5 separate regions of the Mus musculus genome follow, and regions 1, 2, 3 and 4 are each linked to region 5. Evidence: chromatin contacts called from public HiChIP or PLAC-seq and promoter capture Hi-C data. All regions are on one chromosome and are shown on one strand. Each heading gives the region's core, a stretch centred on a gene start, on an enhancer-like site or on the middle of the called end of the contact. The rest is flanking DNA. Distances are from core to core; before and after follow the strand shown. Region 1 holds the start of Numbl (numb-like). Region 2 holds the start of Fbl (fibrillarin). Region 3 holds the start of Ltbp4 (latent transforming growth factor beta binding protein 4). Region 4 holds the start of Akt2 (thymoma viral proto-oncogene 2). Region 5 holds the start of Erf (Ets2 repressor factor).

Region 1 (2,700 bases), core at 125-2,624, 2.0 Mb before region 5:
ACACACAGGGTCTCACAAAAAGACATATGCATATCTATTTAAACACAGTCTAAAAAGTACAGGAGTCTGAACAGTGAACGGCTGCCATCACATCCACGGTCACACACACACACACACACACACACACACCAGACATCACCACATCCAACCACAAGCATGCAGGCAGACAACGCAGGATACCTCATCCTTGCCAGCTGTAATGCAAGCACACACACAGCTACAGTCACACAAACACCAGATCACACTTCTAGCCACATCCCCAACCCTTACACACACACACACACACACACACACACACACAACCACACAAAGCCGCTGGTCACCACAGAGGCTACAGACAGGTTTCCACCCGTCTCTGGGGAGCCGCCCCCAGCCCAGGCTGAATCCTGGAGCCTGGGGGGCAAGGGAAAGCTGAGCATTGTCTCCGGGTGGGGCCTCTCTTAGACGCTGAGCAGCCCTAGGGACAAAAGGGGTGGCCTAGGAGACCAATGTCTTGAGACCCCTGACTAAGCATGGGGTGGAGGTGGGGTAGGGGAATGCCTGAAATTCTCCTTATTTTATTCACGCTGGGGTGGAGTTTCAGACACAGAGACCTTGTTCTGAGAAGGGGATTTGCCTGGGACACCGCCCAAGGGCTTGGGGGGACAGGCTGGATCCAGGACCCCAGGGAGTAGACAGTACTTGGAAACCGCCCCCCCATCCCCCAGAGCCTTAGCCTTGGCAGCTCTATCCAGGGACTTCATCTTCAAGACATCGCCCAGGGGGCTGTTGTGCTCAAAGAAACCCTCTAGCAGGGAAGAGTACTGATTTTGTCTGGAATCGGCTCAGTTAAGGCCTCAGCTTGATAAAGGGGACCGTATCCGGACCCTGAACGCCAAACCTTGCCCAGGGAGTTTTACCTAGAATTTATGTAGCCCTGTCCATGATTTGGGGGGAATCTGTATTCCAGGATCCCTATTTTCAGGGCCTTCGCAGAGATGGCCTGTGCTGGACCAGACCCCAGTCTGGCAGGTTTGGGATTGCCAGGAACCTGTTCCCGGACCCCCACCCAGGACCACCCTTTCCAGCCTTGGCATCTTCTCTCCATCCGGGCGCTGCTGCCGCCTCCCACCCTTCGCCACATCAGCAGCGGCGCCGCCCCCGGCCCGAGCCCCCCGAGCCCGCCCTTCTCACGCTGGCCGCCGCGCTGCGGGACATCCAGGGCCCGGGCGCCCCCGCCTCCCGCGGCCCCGGTTGGGCCCGGCTTCCCGAGTGCTGCTGCTGCTGTGGTGGCGGCGGCTCGGTCTGACGCGGGCCCGGCCCGGGGCCGGCGGCTGGTGCGGGATGCAAGCGCGCGAGCCAGCTCGGCTCCCGGGAGGATTCCGTTCCGGGGGCGGGGGAGCATCCCTCCCTCGGCGCCCCGCCCCGACCCCGCCCATTGGCCCGCCGCCTGCTGTATATGCAAAAGATAACCCCGCCCTCCCGCAGACCACGCCCCCACATAAACACTACCGGGTCTCCTCCCAAGCAAAGGCCGGCCCGCCCCGCCCCTTGGTCTGGCCTTGCGGGAACCTGCACGCATCCCTAGAGGAGTGCCTCTCAGGTTGAGGCGCAGGTTCTATTTGCTTCCATAACCCCTGACCTCAGATCCCCTATGGTTCTGCTTCTGAAGAATTGCTTTGGGAGGCGCCTCGTCCTCAAATCTTGCTTAACCCCACGGTTCTCCCAGCCCGGCGGGGGCGGGCAGAAGCGGTGACGAGGCACTTTTTGCAGGCGAGGGGAGGGGAGAGGAGGGGAAGGAAAAGAAACAGACCCTGGAGTCCTGGAGGGAGATCACTCTGGCTTGCGAGAAGTGGGCATTGGGTTAGACCAGGTCCTAGTTCTGGACTCAGCTGCACCCCTACCCCTGTCCTGTAGGTTTGGCAGAGCAGCTGTTAGGGGCATTAGGGCCCATTAGCAAAGGCGAGGTTGTCAGGAACAGGAGGGAGCCTGAAGCTGGGGGGTGGGGGGGGGGGCGAGTATGTGATAGAAGGGTACTTCTCAGCTGCCACAGCCCTTGGAGCAGGTGGTCAGCACGTGGGGGGGGGGGCGGAGGAGGTTCCCTGCAACAGATGGCCCTAGACAAGGGGGTGGGGTGGGGGGTCTGGCCATCTGCACCTGGAGCTGCCTGTGAGCTCCTCCCCCTTAGCACAGAGAGAAAAGAACTGGGGGCAGGGAAAGGGTGCCTTTATTCGGAGGAAAGGATCAGCACCCACCCCCACCCTCCAATACACAGGCTGGAACCCGGGAAGAAGGCAGCTGGTAGAGGAGCAAGGGAGGCAAAGGTGAGGACCGCCCCCAACAGCCACCATCTCCCCTGCAGATCCTGGAAGACCTGGGGCCGAGGGGCGTCTCCTTCACATGAGAGTGGACCCAAGGCTCACTTAGATGGTGGCAGGATTCTGCTGGCTCCTAGCCTCAGAATTCAAGGTTGCTCACTTAGGATCAGGGAGCTAACTCCAGGGGCCCAAAGATCCAAGGCAAGAAACTAGGTTCTGGAGACCAAGAAAGAGGAGGAGGGGACTGCCTGCTGTGGAGCTGGTATCCCTGGATGGAATCTGTCATGGTGGGGTCGGCAGGGAGGTCCCTAGTCAGGAGGCTGCTGGCAGCGGCAGTGTCTGGCGACTGGCCCAGTAGCGGTGGTAGGTATCTTGGAAGAGGTCCCGGCAGGCGATGTGGGCG
Region 2 (2,700 bases), core at 198-2,697, 2.9 Mb before region 5:
GCAACTGCTGCAATCACATGCCTGCAACCCAGCCACTTGGGAAGCCGAGTCTGAGGCTAGCCTAGGCTATTACAATAAGATGCCATTTCAATACACAAACATGAAAATAAAGGACCTTGTTGAGAATCGTCCACCATACTTTGTAGCACACCTCTGTTTAAAACAATCTCCCCCAAAGCTGCTTCGTATTCAAGACACAAACTGTCACAGAAGATTCGACTGTTCAACAATTCTCATTCTATCGTGTGATGGAGAAAGGTTGAGGGGAAAGCACAAATCACAGGATGCCAGGAGAACATCCAGACTAGCAATCCCTCCACCTTACTTCCCCAGACATCCAGAACAGAGCCCCAGATAGATATTCAACATGTCTGGGAGGGAGAGATGGGTCACTATCGCCTGCAGTGACTTACTCTCCATCTGTCCACAGGAACATGTGTGTCCACGCCAGACAAAAACCTGCAGTGGTGAAAACTGATCCTTCGGCAACAGGAAAAGCTCATGCTATCACGACTAATGTAGAACAGACTGGTGTTACAAACTCATTATCTAACTGTCTCCGCTTTCCGAGTGCTAGGATTGACAGCCCAGAGTAACCTATCACCAAGAAAACCACTTATCCATTAAGAACTCAAGAGAGAAACGAGAACTTTCTATTGTCAAAGCCAGAACTCTCGCCATCATCCACCATACAGTGGGCTCATCAGAAAAAAACGCGGGAAATAGGTGAGATGGATACATTTGTCAGGCCAGCCGTGGTGGCGCACGCCTTTAATCCCCGTACTCTGGAGGTAAAGGCTGGTGGATCTCGGCCAGCTAGGATCACGTGACAAGACGCTCTCAAAATCCAAACCTAAACCAACCCCTCTCAATTCCAATCACCTACCCCGCTAATAGCCGGGCTAGTAAAGTCGCTCTCACTACAGAGCAGGGACTCCCAGGTCCCCAGAGCCTCTACTCCTACAAGCCTTGGGTCCCGCCCCTCCCGGAAGCGCGGCGAGCGCCAGCCTGTGCACGCGAGCGCCGCACACCACGGAGCCGGAGATCCTCATTTACCCGGGGGGAAGCTGGGTTGGGGACCAAGGTATCGTTGACAGGGAGTGACAGTGGGTGACGGCGGCAACAGGGAAGGCTTGGGGTGGAGACAGGGGCCCTTTCATCTGCGACCCAAGTCGGATCCCCTAAAGCAATGCTCGGAGATCCAAGCCCCAACTCTGGGTCAGGGTCTGGAGGGCCGCACCGGCCGCTCTGAGGCGGCAAGCTTGTAGGCCGGCCGGTGAGCCGAGCTCACGGCCACATCCCCCGGCCCCGAGCGGCCGCGGTCCCCGCCCGCCGCGCCTAGAGCCCCCGACTCCTGCCCGCACCGTGGTCCTTACCTGGCTTCATTACTGCGTTCTGGTCGCGCGATTCAGGCAACCTGCGGCGTCCCCGACTCCACGAGTCTCAGGCTTTCGCACGTGGAAAGGAGCGCCTGCGCGCGGTGACGCACGGCGAGTGACGGAAGCGCGTAACCACGCCCCTTAGACGCGCGTCCCGTCTCCCGGAAGTCGGAGTCGGCCCCTTGGGTGGGAGTTCTGAATCCTTTTCCGGCTCTGTCGTGTCTCTACGCTCCTCACTTTTTCCTAGAGTGGCAAATTTTATCACAAGTGCGCTGCGACTTTTCCTCTCACTTATGCTAGCACTCCAGGAATCAGGGGTTATACCGATTTTTAAAAATTTATTATTTTTCAAAGACTTTAAATTTTTAAAATTTTATCCTTAGAAGTGTTTAGCTTGCATATTCGTCTGTCTGTGCACCACGCATACGCCATGGAAGTCAGGAGAAGGCGTCAGATCCCCTGGAACTAGAGTTACCGGCAATTAATTGTGAGCCGCCAAATAGGTGCTGAGACCCGAACCTGAGTCTTCATCAAGAGCATTATGTTCTCTTCACAGCTGAGCTATCTCTCCAGCACAGCCTTATGTTTCTGTTTGTTGTTGAGGTTTGTATTTTATGACAGGGTTTTGCAGTGGGGTCCAGGCTGAGCTGGAACTCGGGATCTCCTATGGTACACTTCGCTTTTCTATTTCTCCTTCCTTTTCCTTTTCCGCTCAAAGAGCTCCCTCCTTTACAGCGAAGAACAGGCATCTCACTGCTTCTGCTCTCTACCCCTGGCCTCTTACTGGAAATCTTCACTCACCCAAATGTTGTCGCAGCTGCTCCCAGGCCACTGCTGGTTTGCAGTTGTTTCTGCCTCTGTTCCTCCTCTTCAGGTCATGAATTCAGCCCACCCTACTGATAAAGATCACATCAGTCGAGCAACAACTGTTGCAGAAGGCCCAGTGTTAATGTTGCACCACCAGGAGGCAGCACAGGAGCGACCGGTCTCCAGAAGAAGCGTCCTAATAGCCAGAACTTACAGCCTTCCGTGCAACTGAAAGATCATTTGCACTAACCGCTGACTTTTTGTTGGGTTACCAGGGGAAATGGTTTCCCTCTGGCCTTGGTGAAGTGGCTGCCAAGGATTATAGAGGCTTCTGATGGCAAAAAGTCCATGTTAAACTCTTGGGGATAGTCAGGGCCAGGATAGTGCCTCCTAGAGCAGGAGTTGTCTTTTAGCATTAAGTGGTGGTCCATGCAGTATAGCTTCCTGGAGGTGTCTGTGGAGCATTCAAGAGCTGCCAGGCTGCCATGACAGTAGACCAGCTGGCTGCCAAGAG
Region 3 (2,700 bases), core at 69-2,568, 2.1 Mb before region 5:
TCCACCCTCTTCCACCTAGTTTGCAGGAGGCCCGAGCTCTGCTGAGGCAAAGGCGGCCCCGAGGGCCGTGGGCCCGGGCATTGCTGAAAAGAAGGCCCCCACATCGCGCCCCTGCCGGCCAGGCCCGGGGTAAGAACATCCGCCCTTCCTCCGTGTAGGGGGTGGAGGGGGGTGGTTCCGGGCCAGATAAAGCCGTCTGGTTCCCACGGTGCTGCCGCCGCCTACCAGTCCCCTATTGTAGCTTGGTCCACCCCACTCCCCAGGATGCGGCCACCTCTAGGGACCCCTGCGTCCGGCAGTATGAGGTGAGCCAGGGACAGAACTAGACGCAGGCCAAAGGCGCTGACCCATCAGGGTGGGGCCGGGAAGCCAGGCGTCCGGGCTCCCGTGGCTGAAGAGGGGGGCAACTCGCCCAGCAGAGAGCGAGGCTGAACCAGTCCAGACAACAAAAGCGATTGTGCGGGTTGGCGCCTGCCCCGGCACAAAATGCCCAAGATTGCGGGACGGCTGGGGGCCAAAGACCTTTCCCTCTTACATGCCAGACCGTCCCTTGACCCTACTTTTACTACAGCCCGGTACCCCAGATTAGAGCACTCTATAGACTCAACTACCCTCAGAAGCCCTCTCCTGCTGTGTGGCCTTCAGCCCAGATGCATCCCCCTCCTTCCTAAGGTTTTCCAGATGTGTGCCCCAGGCCAGATGTGAGGACCCCCGCCCACAGCTTTATTCATTCTGACCTCTCCCACCAGGTGTAGAGAGTCTTGGTGTGCTGTGGCGTCTTCAGGTGTAAGCGCCTTAGTCTCCTCTCCAGAATTCAGCTCCTCTAATTCCTTTATGTGTCCTGTACACCGACCCTTCTCGTCACCCACAGATGTACCATCTTGCTGCCCAAATGTGCCATCCTTGTCCTCTATCTAGATGAAGCCTCTTCCCCCCCACCCCCTACCCCCGTGCCTGGTCAGAGGATCAGTCTTCAGCTGGCTCCCCAAATGCGGCCCCCATTACTCTAATGGATTTCCTCTCAATGGATTCAACTCTCTCTGGGAGCAAACCCGCCCGCCCCCACCTGTTCCCTTCCCTGCTACTCCCCATAGGCCCCATCCACTTGTTGGAGCACGGGTGGGAGCAGAGGGGGCGCCCTCCCCTCCCCCCTGCGAGTCTAGCGCCCAGCCTTCGCGCCTCTGGCTAAGCGCCCAGCCCCACGCGCCCCCGCGCGGCCGCCCGGGAGGGAGCGATGGGGAGGGGGGGCTGAGCGGGGGCGCGGCCGCCCTCCCCCGCGGGCGGGCGGGCGAGCGGGCGGGCGCGGCCGGGCCCCTCGGGCGGGCTGGGGCGGCGGCGCGGTGGAGCGCGGCGCTGCAGCCATGGCGGGCGGCGCGCAGCTGCTCTGGGTGTCGCTATTGGTGCTGCTGGCGCAGCTGGGGCCGCAGCCCGTACTGGGCCGACCCCGAGAGCGTCTTCGCGTGCGCTTCACCCCCGCTGTGTGCGGCCTGCGTTGCATCCACGGGCCCACTGGCTCCCGCTGTACCCCGACCTGCGCGCCCCGCAACGCCACCAGCGTGGACAGCGGCGCGCCCGGCGGGGCGGCCCCGGGGGGACCCGGCTTCCGCGCCTGTGAGTGCGGGATGGTGCTCCCAAGGGAGGAGTGCCCGGAGGGAGGACCCTGGAGACAATGCCTTAGGGAGCAGGAGCCCAGATTCCATGTACAGAAATGCTGGGGACTCCGTGGGGTCTTTGAGGAAGGGGGCTCTGAATTCCTTATTTGGGGAGTGGATCTCCAGGGCGCTGATTTCAGGAGCATTGAGTGTTTTTGGAACTGTGGTGTCCCACGTGAACGGACTGAGACTAGCTTTCATCCCTTTCAGTCAAGGCGAGGATCTTAGGATCTGGGAACTTTTGAGATGGGGCCCAAATTCGCAGACTGTGCGTAGTGGGTCAGCAAGGAGTGTTTCAGAGTCGCATGGGGTGGTGGGGCATATCTCAAGTTTCTAGGTCTGTCTTTGAGTGGGGGAAGACTAGGAAAGTCTGGCATGGGACTGCTTGTGATGAAGAGCTAAGCGGGAGGGGACCCAGGAAAGACGGGGTGCCTTTCGGCAAGACCTGAGTTACAGCGGTTCCACGTGCGACAGATATCCAGATAGGAGGCCTGAGGAAAGGGCGCCCCCTGGGGGAGGAAGGGACCGGCTTGCGCTTCAGCTTCCTCTAGACAAGGGGAGCATTCTGGGGTTCAGGTGAGGTCAGGAGGGTGCGCCACCTGCTAGCCCAGAGTGTGGGGATGGACTTGGGGGTCGGGTTTTCATTGCTTCTCACCCCTTACGCCCTCCGGAATGGGGAGTGGGGCCCCTGGCGCCGAGAACTCGCCCAGGCTGGCCCCCAGCCAGCCCAACCCGGCCGGCGTGAGCTCATCTCCCGCCCGAGCCCCCGCCCGCTACCACTCCCTCTCTCCGCCCCTTCCTCCCTCCTTCCTTCACTCTCTCCCGGCCCAGCCCCAACTCGCCCGTGCCAGGCGCCGTGCCCAGACGGGTGCCAAACCCCTGGAGGCACAAGGAGGAACATGTGAAGGCGGGCTGACCTCGGCAAGACCCCTATGTCCTTAGCTTCCTGTTCTTCCAATGTTGTGGGACATGAAGTTAGTTTTGCCCATTTAGCAGCAAGCCCTCTGATATGGGCACCCTGAGCTGGGAGTCTGTATTCAAGGCAAGG
Region 4 (2,700 bases), core at 92-2,591, 2.3 Mb before region 5:
AATTCTGAGAATAAAGATGCCCCCCCCCCACTTCGCTCTAGAGAGCTGTCCCTTAAAACACACCTTCCGCCCAAAAGGTGACAGGCAGGTCCAGAGGCACTTCTCCTTATCCAAGCCCGATAGCCCCTCCCTTTCCTAGTAGGGAGCCAGACTAGAGATCAGAAAACTTCAGTGACTTCTAAAACACATCTCCACCCCCGGAAGCAAAGAACTTGCCAAAGGATGTCCCACACACCTTAAAGAGAAATAATCTGAGAGGGTTCTGGAGTGGTGAGTGGACAACCCCATGATAAAAAGCAGCCCAGTAACGATCCCGTTTTCCCCAAAGTCATAAAGAAGTTCAAGAAAGGGTGAGCTGAGTGTAAACGCCCACCCCTGCATATTACAGGAAGAGAAAAGCGCTCCTCGCCCACTCAGTATCACACCCCTAAAAGTACGCCCCTTAACACTCACTCGGGCCTCCCAGCACCCTGTGCCTCAAAGATGATAAACATCACAGCCCTCCACCCGACCCTGTTCTCCTCTAAGTACAAAGACTGCTCTCTCGTGTCTAGGTGGTACTACCCTGACTGCCCCAACACGGCCACCCTGGGCCCAGACCCCTCTCCAGAAGCTCCCATCCCTCTAAGTGCACTATAGGAACGGCTCCCAAAGCACCCAAGCGGCACTTGACACGGTGAGCGCCTCAAAAGCTGGACAGGCTGGCACCACAGAGAAGGAGCTGTCTCCCCCGATGTCCCCGAGGGCAGCCCCCAGCCCGCACACTCAGAGAGAGCTCCCCCCGCCGCCGCAGTGGTATGGACCACGGCACCCGCCCCGCGTCCCTCTGGGTTTGTCCCCCCCAGCCCCGCAGCAGGCGCCCCCACTCCGTTCCGGAAGAGGGGGGGAGCCTCCAGGTCCGTGGTCCCCGCCAGGCGGGCACGGGTGGTACGGCCCAGCGAGGCCCCACGGGGGGCCAGGACGCGACCATCGCGGAGGGGAGGGCGCTTGGGGACACGCGCTGGCGTACTCACCTGTCACCGGCGGCCGCCCAGCCTCTCCGGCCGGGCTCTACCCCCGCCCATCGCCACGCTGAGCTCGTTCCCGCTCCTTATTTATGAACTGGCGGCAGCAACGGCGGCAGTGCTGGCGGCGGCGACGCCTTCTCGGAGTCAGGCCCAACGGCTCGCGCAGCGCGGGCCCCCCCGCCCCCTCCCCCCAGCCCCCAGCCCCCACTCACAGCCCCCTCCCACCCGCTGGCCGGAAATACCGCCTTTTCCAGCCACAAACAGGAACTGACGTAGTAGACCAAGGGAATGGCCTCAGAAAACATCAGACCGCAAGCGCAGGAACTAGGAGGCAGGCAGGCTCAAGGCAGCGCGCCTGCGTACTTTAGGCACCCGTCACGTTAACTTTTTATTTATTTATTTTTTTTAAGAGCCCCGTTCTGAGCTGGGGGGGCGGAGGGGGGGGTAGCATTACACATGCGCAGTAGGACACCAACAAGTAGGCTTTCCCCGAAGGCCCAGTGATTACTTCCCGGCAATCAAAGGGCTTTATTTACATATGCTTTGATCTTGTTTTATTCTTCTCTTTCCTGCCTTCCTAGTTCCTAGACCAGCGGTTCTTCACTTGGGAACCTCTCACAGGGGTTGCCTAAGATCATCGGAAAATTCAGATATTTACATTATGATTCATAAGAATAGCAAAATTAGTTATGAAGTGACAACGAAAATAATTTTATGTTTGGGGGATCACCACATGAGGAACTGTATTAAAGAGTCACATTAGGTAGACTGAGAAACACTGTCCTAGACTTTCTTTTTTTCTTTCTTTTTTTTTTTTTTTTTTTTTTTAACTTAATGTATGAGTGCTCTGATCTGCAGGCCAGAAGAGGGCATCAGATCCCCTTATAGATGGTAGTGAGCCACCATGTGATTGCTGGGACTTGAACTCAGGACCTCTGGAAGAGCAGTTAGTGTTCTTAACCGCTGAGCCATCTTACCAGCCTGACTTTTTTTTTTTTTTTGGTTTTTCGAGACAGGGTTTCTGTGTATAGCCCTGGCTGTCCTGAAACTCGCCCTGTAGACCAAGCTGTCTTGAACTCAGAGATCTGCCTGCTTCTGCCTTCTGAGCAATAGGATTAAAGGCCTGGCCTGCCACTGCCAGGCTCCTAGATGCTTACTTATAGAGACCCAAAACAAGTTAGTTAAGATCAAGCACAAAGCAGGGTATGGCAACAGGTCTGTTACTGCATCATTCTGGATGTTGGGGCAGGCCAGCTAGACCTTGTCTCAAAAAAAAAAAAAGATGTTGCACTCAAGCTTTGAGCCACATAACCCCACATTAGAATATCCTCTTCTGTAACTATGGGCTGACTTCTGTATCCACATCTCAAGAATCCACATCTTCAAAACACAAATAACCTTGGATTATCTTACGAAAACAGTTCTTATTAAACTGTGACTTCAAAATATTAATGTCACTTGCACATGATATATATCTAAATAAATGTGGGACTTATAATTTCTCATATGGAGTAACTTGAGCCCATGTAAGACTTAAAACCACAGAAAATCGCTCACAGAAAAAAAGGTATATAGGTTGCACGGCTGTAACCCACCTCTGCAGACCCTGAAACAAGAGGACTAAGAATTCCATGCCAGATTGGGATTCATAGTAAGACCTTGAAATTTCAAGGTTTCCCTTAATTATTGGGGA
Region 5 (2,700 bases), core at 46-2,545:
AAAGGGGTGACACTTCCCTGGAGGCCATGGTCTCCCTAAGGAGGAGGCATGAGACTTCTCTCTAGCACCCGTGAGCTGGTTTAAAGGCTGAATAGGAACCCAACAACGGAGAAGTTTGGGTTTGAAGCCTTAAGCACCTATAGCCTGAGCCAGATAGGCCTTCCCTCTTGCTTGCCGCATCTCACGGCTCTGATTCATCATCTTTTCAGTCTCCTAGTCCCCTATCTCTTCCTTTGGTAACTCCGGTTGGTTTATTTTTCATTATTTCCCTGAGACTGTTTAGGTTTAGTTTATGAGAATATAGCTCTGCTTCCCCTCTACCCAGTAGCAGGCTGCCTACCTGCATCCGATCGGTACCCCGATTTCCTGTTTCCCGAGCCTCAGGCTCCATCCATTCCTCCTATCTGCTGCAGCGAACACAGACTTAACACTTCCCCTACGCTCGGGCCTTTGGTCTTAAGCCCTGTCTTCCTCTCTCCTGGCGACCCCCAATGCTCCTCCGGAGCACATTTGTTCAGACTTGGGTCGCCCCCAGCATCCTGGCACTATCTCCGGAACCCCCTGCTCCAGTGTGGAGGTGGGGGTACCTCCGGCCGCGTTCCCAGGACAGCTGCAGCCTAAGGGACAGTGGTGATTGTGGGGGCTCCCGAATGCATTCTGGTCACTTCCTCCCCAGCTGGACTGGGTCTATCAGGAAGGCCAAGACCCCATCTCCACAGGAGTCGAGGGTACAGCCGCCTCCCCATTTCCGATGCTGGGAAATGTTTCCCACCCATTCCACCCCACCCCTGGACAGCTGCCCTCTTTCAGGCTCGGGGTTGAGGGGGTTGGGTAAACTCAGGCTGGGAAATGGCTGTGCTCTTGATCATCCTCCAAGATCCAGACTCCGCCCCCCTGCGGAGAAGACTCTGCCCCTTCCCCACAAAAATTTCTGATCGTCCCCCTTCATATAATTCCTTTCCTCCAAAAAGGTCCCAAAAGAAACTCTGGAGCCAGGAAAGGGCAGAAGAGAGGCAGCAGGTACTGAGTGCTGAAGACTTAAGTTCTTCTGACTTAGAGCCTCCAAGAAGGGTCGTGACCCCCAGGACCTCCCCAGCCCCTCCCTGCCCTTCCTCCCCCCCCCCCCCCCCCCGCCGCGCGGCCCCTTTAAGCCAAGAGCCGGCCGGTCCTCAGTGGCTGCGCGCCGGCAAGCGTGTGTGAGTGCGCGGGAGGGGGCGGGCACAGTGTCTCCATGGCGACGCGGCGGTGACGTCGCCGGCCGGGGGGCGTGGGCGTCCCGGCCCCGGAGTGCGATATTAACCCGGGAGGCGGCGGCGGGGAGGGGAGAGGCTCTGAGAGGCGAGGCCGGGTGCGGCGGCGAGGGCGTCCCAACGGGCGCGGGACGGGACGGGGCAACGCGGGCGCCAGGAGCAGCGGCCCGGAGTTGGGGCGCCTTGCCCCGGGCCCCCCAGCATGAAGACCCCGGCGGACACAGGTGGGGGCGGGGGCAGCACGTGTGGGGGAGACTTGTTGCCCCGGGAAACCGGGAGGGAAAACTTTGGGTGGGGGCTGAAGGGGTTCTGGGGAGCCCGATTGATACCCAGTTCTTGGGGACCCCCAAGCACTCGAGACCTGTTGCTTCTAGAGGCGCGAGCTGGGGTGCTGCCTGGGAGCCCCAATTCTGTGGATCCTTTCGGAATGGTATGGGTGCTGCGGGTGCTGGGCTTTCCCTTCCCGGACTCGGCAACCTGGGTTCTCCCGGGATCACTGGGGTGGCAGAGTCCCCTCCCTGTCGTTCTGTCACGTTGCACTCCGGGGGCCGGGACGTGTGCGGTGCGAGGTGGGGGTTCTGTACAGGGACCCGCTATGCTCGGTTCTGCGCTGCGCGGTCCGGCCCGTGACCTTCACGGCAGCGCGTGCCCAGCACCCGGTGAGCGGGATACGGGATGGCCTGGAGCTGGGCGTGAGAGGGGAACACGGGACTCGGGGTCCGGGCTGCACCGCCCCTCCCCCGTCCGTCTCCTCGCTCCCCCGCCCGGACTGAGTCGCAAAGTTCCAAAGCGCAGCCCGAACGTTCGAAAAAGGAACTTTTTGTTTCCGACCTTAGAACGCGCGGCTTTAAGGTGGCTCAGGGGAGACTTGGGTACCCTCCTCCGGCGCGGGCGGAGGCTGGGAGTTGAGGAGGGTGGGAAAGATGGGGGGGGGGGGGGGAATGCAGAGGCTCTCCCTTCGTCCTTCCCCCTCCCCGATCCTGCGCTTCTTTCAGCGGGCCGTCTTTTCCCTCCGCCCCTCTCTTCCCCGCCAAGTTGCTCCTCCTTAAGGGGCCAGGATTCCCCTCCCCCCCCATCGCCGGGCGGGGGGCAGCAGGATTAACCCCCCCTCCCACTCGGACTTTCCCCCTTCCCCTCCCCCGCCGCCCCCGGGCTCGCACAGGCTGGACTTTGCGCCCGGGCGCGCGGGGGGAGGGGGCCTCGCCGCCCCCTGCCCGTCTGCCCCGTCGGAATCCGGCCCGGGGCGGGGACGAGGGGAGGGGGAAGGGGGCCGGGCGCCGCTGTTCAAACTTGTTTCCTTCCCCCGGCGGCGGCCGCGGCTCCGGCTCCTATGTGCGGGTGTGTGCCCCGACCGGCCCACCCACCCCACCTCCCTGCTCGGCGGGTGGGGGCGGCTCTTAAAGGGCTCGGAGCAGGGCTCCGGCGCCAGGGGATTGGGGCCAAGGAAGGG

Evidence for each region. Promoter capture Hi-C pulls out the DNA fragments that hold promoters and counts their contacts. HiChIP or PLAC-seq counts read pairs in DNA pulled down with a chosen protein or histone mark.
Region 1: a contact with region 5 is called in an H3K4me3 HiChIP or PLAC-seq map of embryonic forebrain, with 5 times the contacts expected there. The contact joins the promoter of Numbl here to the promoter of Erf in region 5. A contact is called at or near these places in 2 of 39 promoter capture datasets (cranial neural crest and embryonic stem cells), 1 of 484 Hi-C or Micro-C datasets (embryonic stem cells) and 1 of 115 datasets of contacts at active chromatin or transcription factors (embryonic forebrain).
Region 2: a contact with region 5 is called in an H3K27ac HiChIP or PLAC-seq map of embryonic stem cells, with 5 times the contacts expected there. The contact joins the promoter of Fbl here to the promoter of Erf in region 5. A contact is called at or near these places in 1 of 39 promoter capture datasets (cranial neural crest) and 2 of 115 datasets of contacts at active chromatin or transcription factors (astrocytes and embryonic stem cells).
Region 3: a contact with region 5 is called in a promoter capture Hi-C map of hippocampal neurons, with 3 times the contacts expected there. The contact joins the promoter of Ltbp4 here to the promoter of Erf in region 5. A contact is called at or near these places in 4 of 39 promoter capture datasets (cranial neural crest, embryonic stem cells, hippocampal neurons and 1 more) and 1 of 115 datasets of contacts at active chromatin or transcription factors (embryonic stem cells).
Region 4: a promoter capture Hi-C map of the HPC-7 cell line shows a contact between it and region 5. The contact joins the promoter of Akt2 here to the promoter of Erf in region 5. A contact is called at or near these places in 5 of 39 promoter capture datasets (the HPC-7 cell line, cranial neural crest, liver and 2 more) and 1 of 484 Hi-C or Micro-C datasets (B cells).

What each region holds. Positions count from the first base shown.
Region 1 is chr7:27,257,435-27,260,134 of GRCm38.p6, reverse strand. Numbl (numb-like) reads right to left here and starts at 1,374. Exons shown (of 10, transcript NM_010950.2): 1 at 1,174-1,374. The coding sequence starts at 1,197. It overlaps Coq8b (coenzyme Q8B), which reads right to left. Exons shown (of 15, transcript NM_133770.2): 15 at 2,186-2,700. The coding sequence ends at 2,610.
Region 2 is chr7:28,168,495-28,171,194 of GRCm38.p6, reverse strand. Fbl (fibrillarin) reads right to left here and starts at 1,447. Exons shown (of 9, transcript NM_007991.3): 1 at 1,377-1,447. The coding sequence starts at 1,386. It overlaps Gm31024 (a long non-coding RNA gene), which reads left to right and starts at 2,333. Exons shown (of 2, transcript XR_001778069.2): 1 at 2,333-2,700.
Region 3 is chr7:27,332,266-27,334,965 of GRCm38.p6, reverse strand. It overlaps Ltbp4 (latent transforming growth factor beta binding protein 4), which reads left to right and starts at 1,318. Exons shown (of 30, transcript NM_001113549.1): 1 at 1,318-1,611. The coding sequence starts at 1,362. The region is part of intron 1 of Gm30543 (a long non-coding RNA gene); the gene reads right to left.
Region 4 is chr7:27,590,193-27,592,892 of GRCm38.p6, reverse strand. Akt2 (thymoma viral proto-oncogene 2) reads right to left here and starts at 1,341. Exons shown (of 14, transcript NM_001110208.2): 1 at 1,014-1,341.
Region 5 is chr7:25,249,353-25,252,052 of GRCm38.p6, reverse strand. Erf (Ets2 repressor factor) reads left to right here and starts at 1,295. Exons shown (of 4, transcript NM_010155.3): 1 at 1,295-1,474. The coding sequence starts at 1,453.